Linked DNA regions of Gossypium hirsutum: region 2 is linked to region 1. The links are chromatin contacts, called in public Hi-C maps. All regions are on one chromosome and are shown on one strand. Each heading gives the region's core, a stretch centred on a gene start, on an enhancer-like site or on the middle of the called end of the contact. The rest is flanking DNA. Distances are from core to core; before and after follow the strand shown.

What was found. Hi-C and Micro-C count contacts between places; a contact is called where the count stands out from the background.
Region 2: a Hi-C map of leaf shows a contact between it and region 1, with 2.2 times the contacts expected there. The contact joins the promoter of LOC107888190 here to the promoter of LOC107887384 in region 1. A contact is called at or near these places in 2 of 34 Hi-C or Micro-C datasets (callus and leaf).

The regions. Positions count from the first base shown.
Region 1 is chrA03:70,249,360-70,255,177 of Gossypium_hirsutum_v2.1, reverse strand. LOC107887384 reads right to left here and starts at 1,861. Exons shown (of 6, transcript XM_016811596.2): 1 at 1,513-1,861; 2 at 976-1,032; 3 at 1-28. LOC107887383 (D-aminoacyl-tRNA deacylase) reads right to left here. Exons shown (of 9, transcript XM_016811595.2): 6 at 5,508-5,563; 7 at 5,195-5,269; 8 at 4,826-5,014; 9 at 3,738-4,122. The coding sequence ends at 4,035.
Region 2 is chrA03:70,469,285-70,475,967 of Gossypium_hirsutum_v2.1, reverse strand. It overlaps LOC107888190, which reads right to left and starts at 4,240. Exons shown (of 5, transcript XM_016812307.2): 1 at 3,674-4,240; 2 at 3,005-3,603; 3 at 2,710-2,818; 4 at 2,315-2,635; 5 at 1,920-2,219. The coding sequence starts at 3,826. The coding sequence ends at 2,166. It overlaps LOC107887391 (heat shock protein 90-5, chloroplastic), which reads right to left. Exons shown (of 18, transcript XM_041096083.1): 14 at 6,180-6,282; 15 at 5,880-6,054; 16 at 5,689-5,794; 17 at 5,157-5,246; 18 at 4,648-5,056. The coding sequence ends at 4,847.

The DNA.
Region 1 (5,818 bases), core at 612-3,111:
TTAAACCACATGGCATTTGTGAACTATTCTGGCCATGAAATGCAGGACAAAGTTAGATCATCATCAACCAACTCAAAATCATCGAAAAATGATTGAATAGAAAACAGCTATTGGCATTGGCTGACATATAAAAATACAGAGTTGATAAAAAAAGGATGTAAAGATGAAGCAGCTCATATGATCAATTGAAACTGCCATGTCATAAACGATGGCTTCCACAAACATTTTTCCAAGCATAGAAATATACAAACCGAGCAGCTTTAACACAAAAAACTAACTGATCTCCAAAGAATAAAATTCAAAAGCAAAGAAACCCAAAGCTAAAATGACCAGTGATGAAAGTAACAAAAACAGATGAGAAGAACTTTGTAAGCAAAGCTTATTTATCATCTTAGAAAACCAACAATTTCCACCAAAATTTGAAGCCCTAAAAAATTCCAATCCACAGTCGGTTACTTCTAGCTAATAATTTATTCAAATATATACAGCAATAACAGAGTAAAGCGCAACAATCTGAAGAAACTGATTCATGACCAAAAAATATATTTCTGTTCACCATGAGGAATCTTTTCTTAGTCAGTCCTCAATATACAAAAAGACAAGAGAGGGTTAGAAAAAAAAAACTTTTTGAAAAGCTTATATGAACTTACAACCACTAAATTATAACTCAAAAGCTTTTAACTGATTTTAAAACCCTAAAAAATGAAACCTTTTTTTACAACAATGCCGCAATATGTTCTGTTTTCTAGCTCTAACCAGATCTAACATATTATAATATTTTTTATAACAAAAATCCCATATTTTATATAACTCTCAAGCTCAAGAAAACAAAGACGTAAAAACCAAAAGGAGAGAATATCAAAGATGTGAAGCAGATCCCAACAAATACAAGAAACCATGAAAAGAGAAACACATTCATACAAAAAGATAACAGAGTTATTAAAATTACTAAGCTAAATTATAGTTTTACAGTACCTCTTTTTTTTTGGTTCTTCTCTGTTGATTCAGTGCTGGAACTTCCAACAATCTTCACTGTAAAAGCCAAGTGAAAACATAAACAAGGTTGTACATGAAACAAAGGGGGCCTTAAGGGTGAGGAAGAGTCTTTGGAGTTTGGGATAGCTCGAAAGGAAACAAAGTAAATAATAGGAATAAAGAAGCTTAAAAAACAAAGCTCTAAACCCCAGCTTTGGGTGTTTTAAGAGGGATTTTCACAACAGATGAAAGAAAGAAAACAGAGATTATTAAGGAAATGAGAGAGTTCTTGTAATTATCCAAAAAAAACATCGTAATTAAAAGGGTCAAAAGTAAAAAATCTCTACTTCTATGTGCTATTAATGGCCATAGCAAACCAAACAAACGGCTCTATTTGTTTTCCCTGATTATTTATTTTTGGGTTTTTGAGAGAGAACCACCCACGACAAGCCTTTTATTTATTGACTCAGTTTTAGCATTAATTATCCCCAACCTATTTTAGAACTATGTTTAACCACACAGAGAACGCCACTTTACCTGATCAGTTTCTCAGAAATTTAAAAAAAGGAAATTAACATTTTCCTTCCAACCAAACAGCAACAACATCAAGAAGAAGTAAACAAGAAAAAGAAAGCCCCCCAAAACAATTTTTCTCTCCTTTTTCCCTTTCCTTTTGAATTTTTTTAAAATTTTTCGAAGCCGACAAAGGTGTCGGAAATCTCAGCTCTGTTCTTTTAAGTCAACAATTTTGTTTGTCTTGTTTTTCGCCGGAGAAATGAAATCTTCCGTAATCAGTTGTAAAATAAAAAGCCGGCAGAGAAAGTAAAACAAAAAGAAGGGGAAGTTTTAACGTGTATGCGAAACCAGTGAAGATATGATGAAGATGACGATGATTTCGTTCACACGTGTTAAGTTTCTTTAAAAATAACATCTTGACTTGTGAATAGAATAAAATATATTAATATTATATTTGAATAATTAAATTTAAATTCAAAATATTTCTAACCATCTTAAAAGTAAAAAGCTTTCATAAAAAAATTTGTTTAATCTATGTAAATTTTAAAATTGAGTAAATTAATTTTTTTAATAAAATTAAAATAATTTAATTTATAATTTTTTAAAAGTAAATAATTAAGAACAATTAGTTTATATTAATGCCTTATGTTAATTGTATATAATTTTGATTGGTATAATAATAAAGTTAATATCAATGTTTATATATTTTATTAATTAGATCTTTCTTCTAAAAAGAAATAAAAAAATTTAATCTTAATATTTACACATTTACATAAATATTACAGATTAAATTAAAATAAAATTTTTAAAATGTAAAAATTTTGAAAATTAAATTTATTATACCGTAATTAATTATTTAGAAAGAAAAGTTTTAATGAAAAATGGTTGTTAGGCGGCAAGCTACTAACTCTGGACAAACTATGTTGAAAATGTGTGATTTTAGTTCTAATTTTAAATTACAATCAAGCTCCGTTTGATAAAAAAATTTAATGTGTTCTGGATTTATAGCCCACCGTTAAGACTTTTCCTTTCTTGTGTGAGGATTTTATAAGAGACACGTGTATCCATCTTGTGATGAACGTCCAACCTTTATTTTGAAGTGATATTTATTTGGGTGACGAAGCCGATGAATGGTGACGTTTGTAAGATGGTGGAAAAGGCTAAAAATAGGTGGCAACGGATTTCAGGATGTGGAGGTACAATTAGGTACATTTTGGATCCCCCAACTTATTTTTGTTACTATTACGTGTCATTACCTCACTGGTTCACCATATCCTTAGGCAGCCAAGAAAACCAAATATCTTTTTCGGCTAAAAATTATTAAAGAGAAAAAAACCAAGAATTATTAGTAGTAGTAGTATTTATTTTGAGTAGAAAAAAGACAAAAAAAGAAGGGTTGTTTACATTGCAAATGCATGGGGATTGGGGATCTCAAAACATGGAGGGTTAAAAAATACCATAAAATATGGTACTGAATTAACAGTTTCACATGTACCACTACCATTTCTATATTCTATAGGTAACGGTGGTGATATCAATAGTTTTCTGTTTATCATATGCATTTGCACGTAATTCTAAGTGATTGGGATTTGATTAGTAAAATAGTCTAGAAAATGCATTGGATCATTTGAATCTACCTATGTGATTTAATATGTAAGCAACTAATACTAATTTAGGTTTCATTTTCATTTCTTTTGACAGCAAGTAATTCTTCCTCTCAAAAAACTAATCCCCAAGCAAGATGACTGAATTCCCTTTCGTGAAATGGACAAGTGGGGGACAATTTTTGCTGATTTCTGCCTTATTTTCTGATGGGGACTTGGTCGGCCAATGCTGTAGGTTTTTGGCAGCTATTATACTTCCTACATGGCTCCAGGTTTTTTATTTGTTCAAGGAAGAAAGTAATCTGGATCGTGAATAAATATATTGAGATCAACAATTCTATTCCAAGTCATATATTCAGCACCAACAGTTCGTTCGGAAATATTTCGTTCGGAAATATTTTATTTTCATGTAAGTTCAAGTCCAAAAATAATCCATAAGTGTATTAAAATGGGAAGAAAAGTCCATATATGCTTCCAAATCATATGATCCAATGATGCCGATAATGGAGGGTTTTCAGCACTTGGGGTTGGCTCCTGACAGCCAGAGGAATGTCGGCAAATTGTGCAAGTTTCTTAATGGCCAAATCATTTCTGGCCAAGTAGCCCCACATGGAGACTAGAATTAAAGAGATAAAATCGAAGTAGCAAAGTATAAATATTGAACTTCTTTAATTACTCGTATAATTTCATTCATCTATCATCTAGCTTACTACAAATGGATCGAAGTAAAACAAGCCTGGATAAACCCATACAAAGCATGAAGCAATTATGTATAGACGCCGCCTTTTTTGTCAAACCATCTCTGCCTATACTGCTCTTCAATTTCACAACCGAAATTTGTCTAGAAGCAGCTGATTAACTATGGTATAGATTTTAAATCAATCTTCTGCATTGACGCTTTTGCTACGGAAAAGTGGTCGATCCAAAAACCGACATCAATCAAATGAAATCATTCGGTTTTCCGATTTTAATGCTCAGCTCACCTAAATATGCAGTTATTGCATTTTTCTGCCAGCCCTTGAAACTCCTGAAATCGGGAATAAGCATCAAGACAAATACTGAAACAGTATCTAAGATGTCAGCAGGAGAAATTATAGCGGATAATAAGTCGCGGCCAAACCGATTGATGATATCAATTGGAACAAATTTAAAGTCTAGACTCCAGATTGTTTACCTCTTGTTTTATTTTATCCCCTTTCTAATTTCTTTCAACAATCTCACTTAGACTCCACTATCTCAAACAGCCACTGATAATTGTTCCAAGTGACCAAAGAAAAATGAAAAATCTAGGAGTCACTATTTGCATTTTTTTACTTTCACAATCCATTGTGAAACGGAGCACTGAGTCCTCGAAACAATTAAGAACCAACACGGTATATGCAAGTTTGCCTATAAGAGACATGCTGTAAAACTTGAAAGCTAGATAGGGAAGGGCACTCAAATTCATTTTTATCACTTTACATACCTAATTTTATTTACTTTATTCTGGCTTTTTAGTTTCCCAATCCAAACTTCAATGGCTCCGGGACACAAGTCAGTATCTGTTGCACAAATTTACCCAGCTAAAACCACTTATGACTGAAAACAAGCAACTCCTGGACACTCGGTCAACTGGTTCCAGCTGTAGCCAAATACTCGGGACATATTTCTAGACAAATACTGCAACATATAACTAAAATCGTAGATGATAGAACCATGAGTTCATGTAAAAAAATTATCGGTTAACTTACTTGTGGTCAAGATGTGCCAAAACTTCCCCACCAGGGAAAGCTGATTTTGTAGCCTCAAATGCAACTTTAATCGATTGTCTCCATGTCCCACCAATACCATCAGTATTTCCGTTCTCTTTTGACTGACTTGGATCTTCCATTGGCAAAGAATATCCTGAAAGCAGGTGGCCCACCCAAACACCTTCTTTCCTGCAGTTAGTAGTTTACAAAAAAAGAAAGTTTATTATTCTTTTCCTAGAAACAGGAGAACACAAAAAACTTAAAAAGGCATGTCAATAAGTTTGGAATAACAGGAGATAACAGGAAGAAAATTCAAGATCTAGAGGTGCATGGCCAATGTAGAAAAAGCTAACGGTAACAATTACTTACATGACTATATCCATATGCCGAGGTGCGTAGTGTCCACCACCAATTCCGAAAAGCACTTTGTTTCTTTCATTCTCCCTTGAGTGTCATGAATTTATAAAACACCAGGTTATATTTCATGAATGAGAAACTCTTTGTTTCCAAAAACCAAACAAAAGAAGGAATAACAGAAAATAAATCAAAATTAAGTGCTTGATTACCAATTAGAATACCAGGATAGAAATCTCCAAAGATAATTGAGTTTAATAAAAACATATACAGTAAAGGAACAGCAAGAAAAGCTTAATGACTTTTATGTCAGTTATTAGGTCAGTACCTGCCCCAGTTTCCGACTGCAGCACCACCTCCGAGCCCAAGTCCTTCCCAAACTAACTTTAAGCACAAACAGAAAAAGTTAGGGAATGAAGCCTTCACTTCCAATAATCTATCTAATCTCCCTAGTGCCACAAATTAGGTTCACGTTTAAAGTAGCAAAAGTTTATCCATGTTCAACCATCAAGTTTTTTGTATCATCTAAGTTGGGATGTTAAAAATAAAACTGAACACGAATAACAACAACAATAGAGGAAAGATAACAAATGGGCTGTGCTAATGAAAATTTCTTGAAAGAAAAAATATGATAAACGT
Region 2 (6,683 bases), core at 2,991-5,490, 220 kb before region 1:
TGTCGTGCTTGTACAAATGTGTTTTGGTACTAGATGGTTGGAAATGAAATGAGTATGCATGCTAGGCTTTAGGCACAATGTCTCATATATGTATTTTACCATCTAGGTAGACTTTAGAAGTATGTTTGATATGTGTTAAAGTGGTCAAGTGAATGTGCTTATGGATATCATGTTGTATGTGTAGATATTACATGTTATAAACTTGATATTGGTTGGTTTTGAATGCCTATTTATGCCTTGGATATGTGCAAATTGATGTTTATAGGTTGATACCAATGTAGGTGAGTAATATGGCCTGGAAAATGGCCTATTTTTGTCCACATGGGCAGAGACACGGGCGTGTATCTCAGCCGTGTGTGACACATGGCCAGGTCACATGGCTGTGTGTCCCCTGGTACTCCTATAAAAATCAAGTCAATAGTTTCACACGGCCTAGCACACGGGCGTGTGGCTTGGCCGTGTGGCACAAGTCAGTATACCCTCCAGTTTCGCATGGCCTAGCACATGGCCTAGCATACGGGCGTTTGATGTAACACCCCTTACCCATATTCAACGCCGAAATAGGGTACGAGGCATTACCGGAATTAAACACAAGCAAACATACATTTCCGAGCCATACATTTGCGTCCAAATTAAAACTATACATACATAATCACAATGTCCCTAATACGAGCCTACAAGGCCCAAAACATGCATCAGAAGTGGTTCGAGACTAAACCGAGAACTTTAGAAAATTTCACAACAACATAGAAAATTTTCCACTAAACAGGGGTCACAAGCCCATGTGGATATGGGACACGCCCGTGTGCGCGTACTAGGCCGTGTGTCATCAATTTGTTCTTGGGTGAAAAAAGAGAGTTACACGAGTTCAAGACACGAGCATATGTTACCTTTAAGGCCATTTCAAATGGTACACAGCCTGGCACACGGGCGTGTGGTTGGCCGTGTGACCCAAGTCAGTGAGTTACACAGGGTCGGAAACGGGATGGGACACGGCCGTATAACCCCATTTCGAATGCCCACACTGCCTGAGACACAGGAGTGTGTCCCCTGCACTTTGAAAGTTTTCAATTTTTTTTTAAATTCCTTGAGTCTCGGTTTAGTTCTGAACCACTTTTAATGTCTATTTGAGGCCTCGAGGGCTCGTATTAGAGATTGTATGAATGTTTTTGAATGGTATTTGATTATCAAATATTTGATAGTATAAGTTATAAGTCCAATAATGCTCTGTAACCCTGTTTCAACATCAAATACGGGTTAGGAGTGTTACAAAAAGCGCAAGCTACAAGCTAAATGAAATGTGTGCTAGAAAAGTGCGATGCCATAAAAATGTGAGCTCATCGAAGCACAAGCTTGAGTGCAGGCAAAGATGCAAAACTCTTGATACTCTAACAAAACCCCTTGTGAAGATGAGGTTTGAAAAGCTGCGTTATGATATTGGATTTCGAAGCTTGGAGGTCAAGGAGGAGTATTGTGAAATGACCATCCATGCTAAATGTGAGCTACAAGCTCACCAAAAGATGCGAGCTCACCTGCTAACTGCGAACTGCGAGCTCACCCAATGTGCAAGCTCACCAAAAAATGCGAGCTCACCAAGACTGCAAGCTCACTAGAACAGCCACCAAGCATGAGAGCTCACCTGCGAGCTCTTCACTCTACAAGTTGCCAACTTGCCAACTTGAACTGAAACTATGATAAATTTTGATTAAACATTTTGGCAGGCGATTAGACAAAAACCAGCAAATGAAAAAGAAAGTTACATGAATCTGGTCACTGAATTAAGCCAATTTGTAATATTTTATTACTATTTTTAGTTTATTTAAGCATGATTTTTCATGTAAACAAAGTACCAGTTTTTTAATGAAATAGTTCACCAAAAATTAACTTCTCCAATTTTCATCTTTTGCTTCGATTTCAACCTCTCCTTCTTCAAAAATCCAACACCTTTGAGAAGGTACATAATTATTGTTTCACTCAAATTTTATGTTATTATGAATCATCGAATTGCATTTTATTCAAAAAGAAAATGCCTATCCAATCCGTAGAGGGTATTCTCCGTTTCATACTAATAATACAAGCCGTTGAGCAATGTTAAAGACTGAGAACATTGCATGCACTTTGTTTATTCCAACAACGATAGAAAGTTGGAACTATGAGGAACCACTTCACTTGTGTTCTTGCGGTGATCTGCTAGAATCTCCTTCATCTTGCTGTTGATTCTACACCATTTTGTAGAAACAAAAGTTGGTTTACGTTAATTCGATGATAATTAGTGATACCATGATTTGGAATTAAGAGAGTTCATAGCAATTACTTTTAATCGAGCACATATCTCTACAACTTCAGCTACAGGAGCCCAATCTCCAAAATTCCTCTCTATAAACTGGTAAGCTATTCCAGTTCCTCCTGGACCAACTATAAAAAGGCCACCCTTAATTTCACCTTCTCCTTTGAAATTTTGTTCTATTCCCATAGATTTTGCACGTTTATAATTTGCAATAGCCCTGGGGTTGAACACAAATCCTGATAGAAACTTGTCTTTAAGTAATTTCCCACCTCCAAGAGCTTTGAAGAATCCCATAGTCCGGTCGAAGACCACAACCCCGCCCCAATAACGTGGCCAAAAGTCTTTTATCTGCATCAAGATTTGATATCTGAGGAAATAAAATAGGAGTTTTTTGGAGAAATATTTTGAAGTATACCAGGCACCTCTGATTCTATATGTTCATGAAAAACTGCAAACATTTGAATTCCCAGTGCATCAAATATTGGCTTTTTGGCATAGAGCTGGTGAGCTTCAGCTCTACACATAATGCACCTGTAATCATGTGGCAAAAGATTTATCATAGTTTCCATGTCAGTAAAATAAATGGTTCCTTTCATCTAAACATATCAACGAGTGATTTTGCAAGACACTCAGTTCTTATCACTGAATATATCATGATTTTGCTTTTATTTTATGGATTAGTTAAAGGAATTGGTCGGATATGATGAGTGACTTTACCCAGGCCGTCGAATGCATAGGAGAACAGCCGGCTTATCTCGCCACAGTTCTGAAGCTTTCATAGGTGGAGTCTTGGTTTTCACCAAACGCTCCATTCCAATCTTATACTCAGGAGTTAATCTCTGAACTGATATGTTTTCAATAGCAGAGTAAGGTGCCACATTGTCAACCACAGGAGGAGGTTGAACGCAACCACATGCTCGAGGCTCAGCTGGCCCTGCAGCAACAATCCCTTTAAATATGTATCCATCTTTAATCTTGAAATCAGCCAGTGATTCTTCCAGCGACCTGTCATTGTTTGTGCTGCTCCTGGAGAAGGATTTTCTTATGGTTTGCATCTTATAAGTGGTGTTACTTCTAGATGGTGTAACTGAGAGTTTCCTTGCAGGGAGGCCATAAGATTTGGGTAGAGGATCGGTGCATTTATTGTTTCTATCTGTGAAACGTGCAATGTGGCCCCTTTTCATGCCAAATTGCGAAGACAGATCCTCGGTGCTTAAGTTAAGGAGCTCAGGTAGGCTTTTCCTGGAGGCCTCTAACTTATCTCCATATTGCATAAGAGCTCGATCATGAAGGTATGTTCTGATCTCCAGAGCATCCTGAAGAACATAGAAATAAGAATATATAGTGATAATTTACTATACTTAGAGAGGTGAAAAGATTTTTAACCTTTTGATGTTGTGTCATATTGATTGCATCCATATCCTCTGGATTCATGATCTTTAAAGTTGGGACGTCATCCCAACCTTCTTCTAATAACTTTGGAATCAATTCCTTGAGAACCCCATGACCAACAAAATCTTCTATTGAGAAAGAAGCCATTGTCTGTTGGAACAGGGAATGATTGGATAAGACCCTGCTTTTTGAATGAATGAGCCTGTATTAGAAAAGCTGGTGCTTTATATGTCAGTACAAAAATAACAACTAAAATACATCTCGGATCGGTAAAGTGCTTTGAATATGCTCCGGATGTCGGCATTGTCAATGATGTAATTCTTTATTTGAAGTTGAACTAATTCAACAATCTCTTATTTTATTAGGAGTGGTTACTTAAAAGTTGAGATCAAACAAATAGAACAGAAGCTGAATGTAATTTGGCAGTTTTGGCTGGCGCTTACGGCTGAAAGCATAATATATTTAGTATGTTCAAATGTTATGCTTTTTGACAAAATTCAATGCCTTCTACAGATTGATTAGTTGCAGGCATGTCAAGTGGCTTAAACGGAAGCGACGGACAATAGCTACAAGCTATCTACGAACCGGCCTGATGACAGTCGAAAGATGCCAACAGAGGAAGGTGTCTTCAGGAAGATGATTTGGACGTTGAAAAGAACGTTTATAATGTCAACAACTGTAATTTAACAGGCTGCTGCCGGCTATGTCCTGCCCTCTAAACCCGATAAATTGTTGTTCACACAATCCAACATTTAAGAGTTTTTTGTTTTTATATCTGACACTTGCCTCGCTAAGCCAATACGATTTACACATTTAGTACAGATTTTCATTGGATCGTCTTGTAAGAATCCCTAAATATGTCAATTAGCTCCTGGTTTGTTGACTTTTCTCTTTATTTTCAGACGATGTAGCAAAACTCCTCGAAATTTAAGCCACCATTATCATCCAAGTGAAGGAAAAGCAGCAACTCAAAAGACAACTTTCCTTGGATGCTTTAAAAATTAAAATCATCACGTATAAGTAACTTTAATCCACCATAGGAACAGCCATTATCACTAACCTCCTCATCTTCCCAAACCGAACCCACAACTTTTCTTTCCTTCTGGATTATTTTGTTAATAGCAATCAGATAATACAGGAAAATTTTTATTTAAATTACACGACACTTTAATCTTGCCAAGGATCACTCTCTGTCCTTACTTCCGATGGTTCGATCACTTGGTTCTCTGAAGCTTCACTGGCACTCGTATCAGTTTCAGCAGCACTAACTTCTGATGCTTCCACTTCATCATCGTCCTCATATCTACCCCATCTTCCTCCAAGTGCCATTGCCATCATCTCATATATCTTGTTACCTAACTCAGCGGGGCTGTCGGGCTGCATGATTAAAGAGAGACGTAAGAAATTTTATGGTACATAAACAATACATATCGGCAAAAATGTTGGCTGAACAAAAAAAATGAGTCTGTCCACTTACAGAAAAACCACTGGAGATCAATGCTGTATCATACAACAAGTCAACTGCTCTCTTGGCTTCACTGCTTTCAGGCGCATTCTTGCAAGCAGCCTGCAAAGAAAATTAATTGAAATTAACATCAGAATTAGACAAGGGCTAATTACCTTATGGCCGTCATTGAATAAACGAAAATCAAGGACAGCAAGTCTTGATATATCAACATTTTCATAATACACTTGTCTAATTACCTTATGGCCGTCATTGAATAAACAAAAATCAAGGACAGCATGTCTTGATATATCAACATTTTCGTAATACACTTCTAACAATTAATATTTTTACCGGCTTAAACAAAGTGCACATAATTTAAACAGAGTCTGCAGTTATCTGAACTAATAGTGTCAAGTGTATTGCAGCCATTCTACTTTGTGCTTTCTTGGGTTCCTGTGGTCCCAAGATAACTGTTCTATCAAACACACCTAGTTCTCCACAAACTAATTAAAAGAATGCTACGCTAGAATATCTGCAATCAAGTTCAACTAAATGGTCTTACATTCAAGTCTTTAATAATCGGATGATCTGGATTAATCTCCAGGATCCTCCTTCCCCTCATGAACTCCAAACTTGCTGTATCTCCAAGCGCTTGTGCTTTCATCAACCTGCATAATGAAAATATTAGTCGAGGAATGATTTAGTGCATGTTTGACTTATGGCGAGAAACAAAAATAAAATAAAATCATTCACCTTTCCATGTTAGCTGACCATCCAAACTTGCCAGAAACAAGCACACAAGGTGATGAACTTAGTCGCTTAGAAATTTGGACTTTGGCCACTTTGTCTCCCAGTTGTTGCTTTATCCAATCACAGAGAAGATTGAACTCTTGTTTAGTTTCTCTCTCTTTTACCTCATCTTCATCACCTGGTATAACAACAAATTCCATTAGATTCACACCAAAGCCATCAGAAATGAAGAGCAAGGCAGCCAAAGGAAGATACCCCTCCCCTTCAACCAATAAATAAATAAAAGAAACCATAAACACCAACCAAGTTCCAAGTCTTCCTTGCTAATATCAACAAATTTCTTCTCTTTGTAGGTCTGAAGGTTCTGAATGGCAACCTCATCGATAGGCTCAACTAAATAGAGAACCTAAAAGAAAGAAGCTTATATCGATTATAATGCAAAGAAACCAGATCAGCTACTAAGAGGGAAAAAGAAAGAGAAAAAAATGTGCTTAGGATAACAAGAATAAATAATTTGATTTAACAGTAGTATTTTTGTTTTGACATTCCTTATTTCAGTGCTAAGCAGTTTGTTATACAATATGTAGGCTTGCCTACTTCTTTGGTTGGATAAATAAGTTGATTTATCCAATATAAATAATGAAAGGAATAAAGGAAATCTCTGCCATCCTATCAACTATAACGAGCACCCAACGGTTAAACTAATTTCTTTTCTTCAGCTTTTTCATGAGATTTCCAAATATAAGACTTATCTGAAGATGATTCAAGTAGTTCACAAGGCAATATCTTATCAATTTTATCCACACA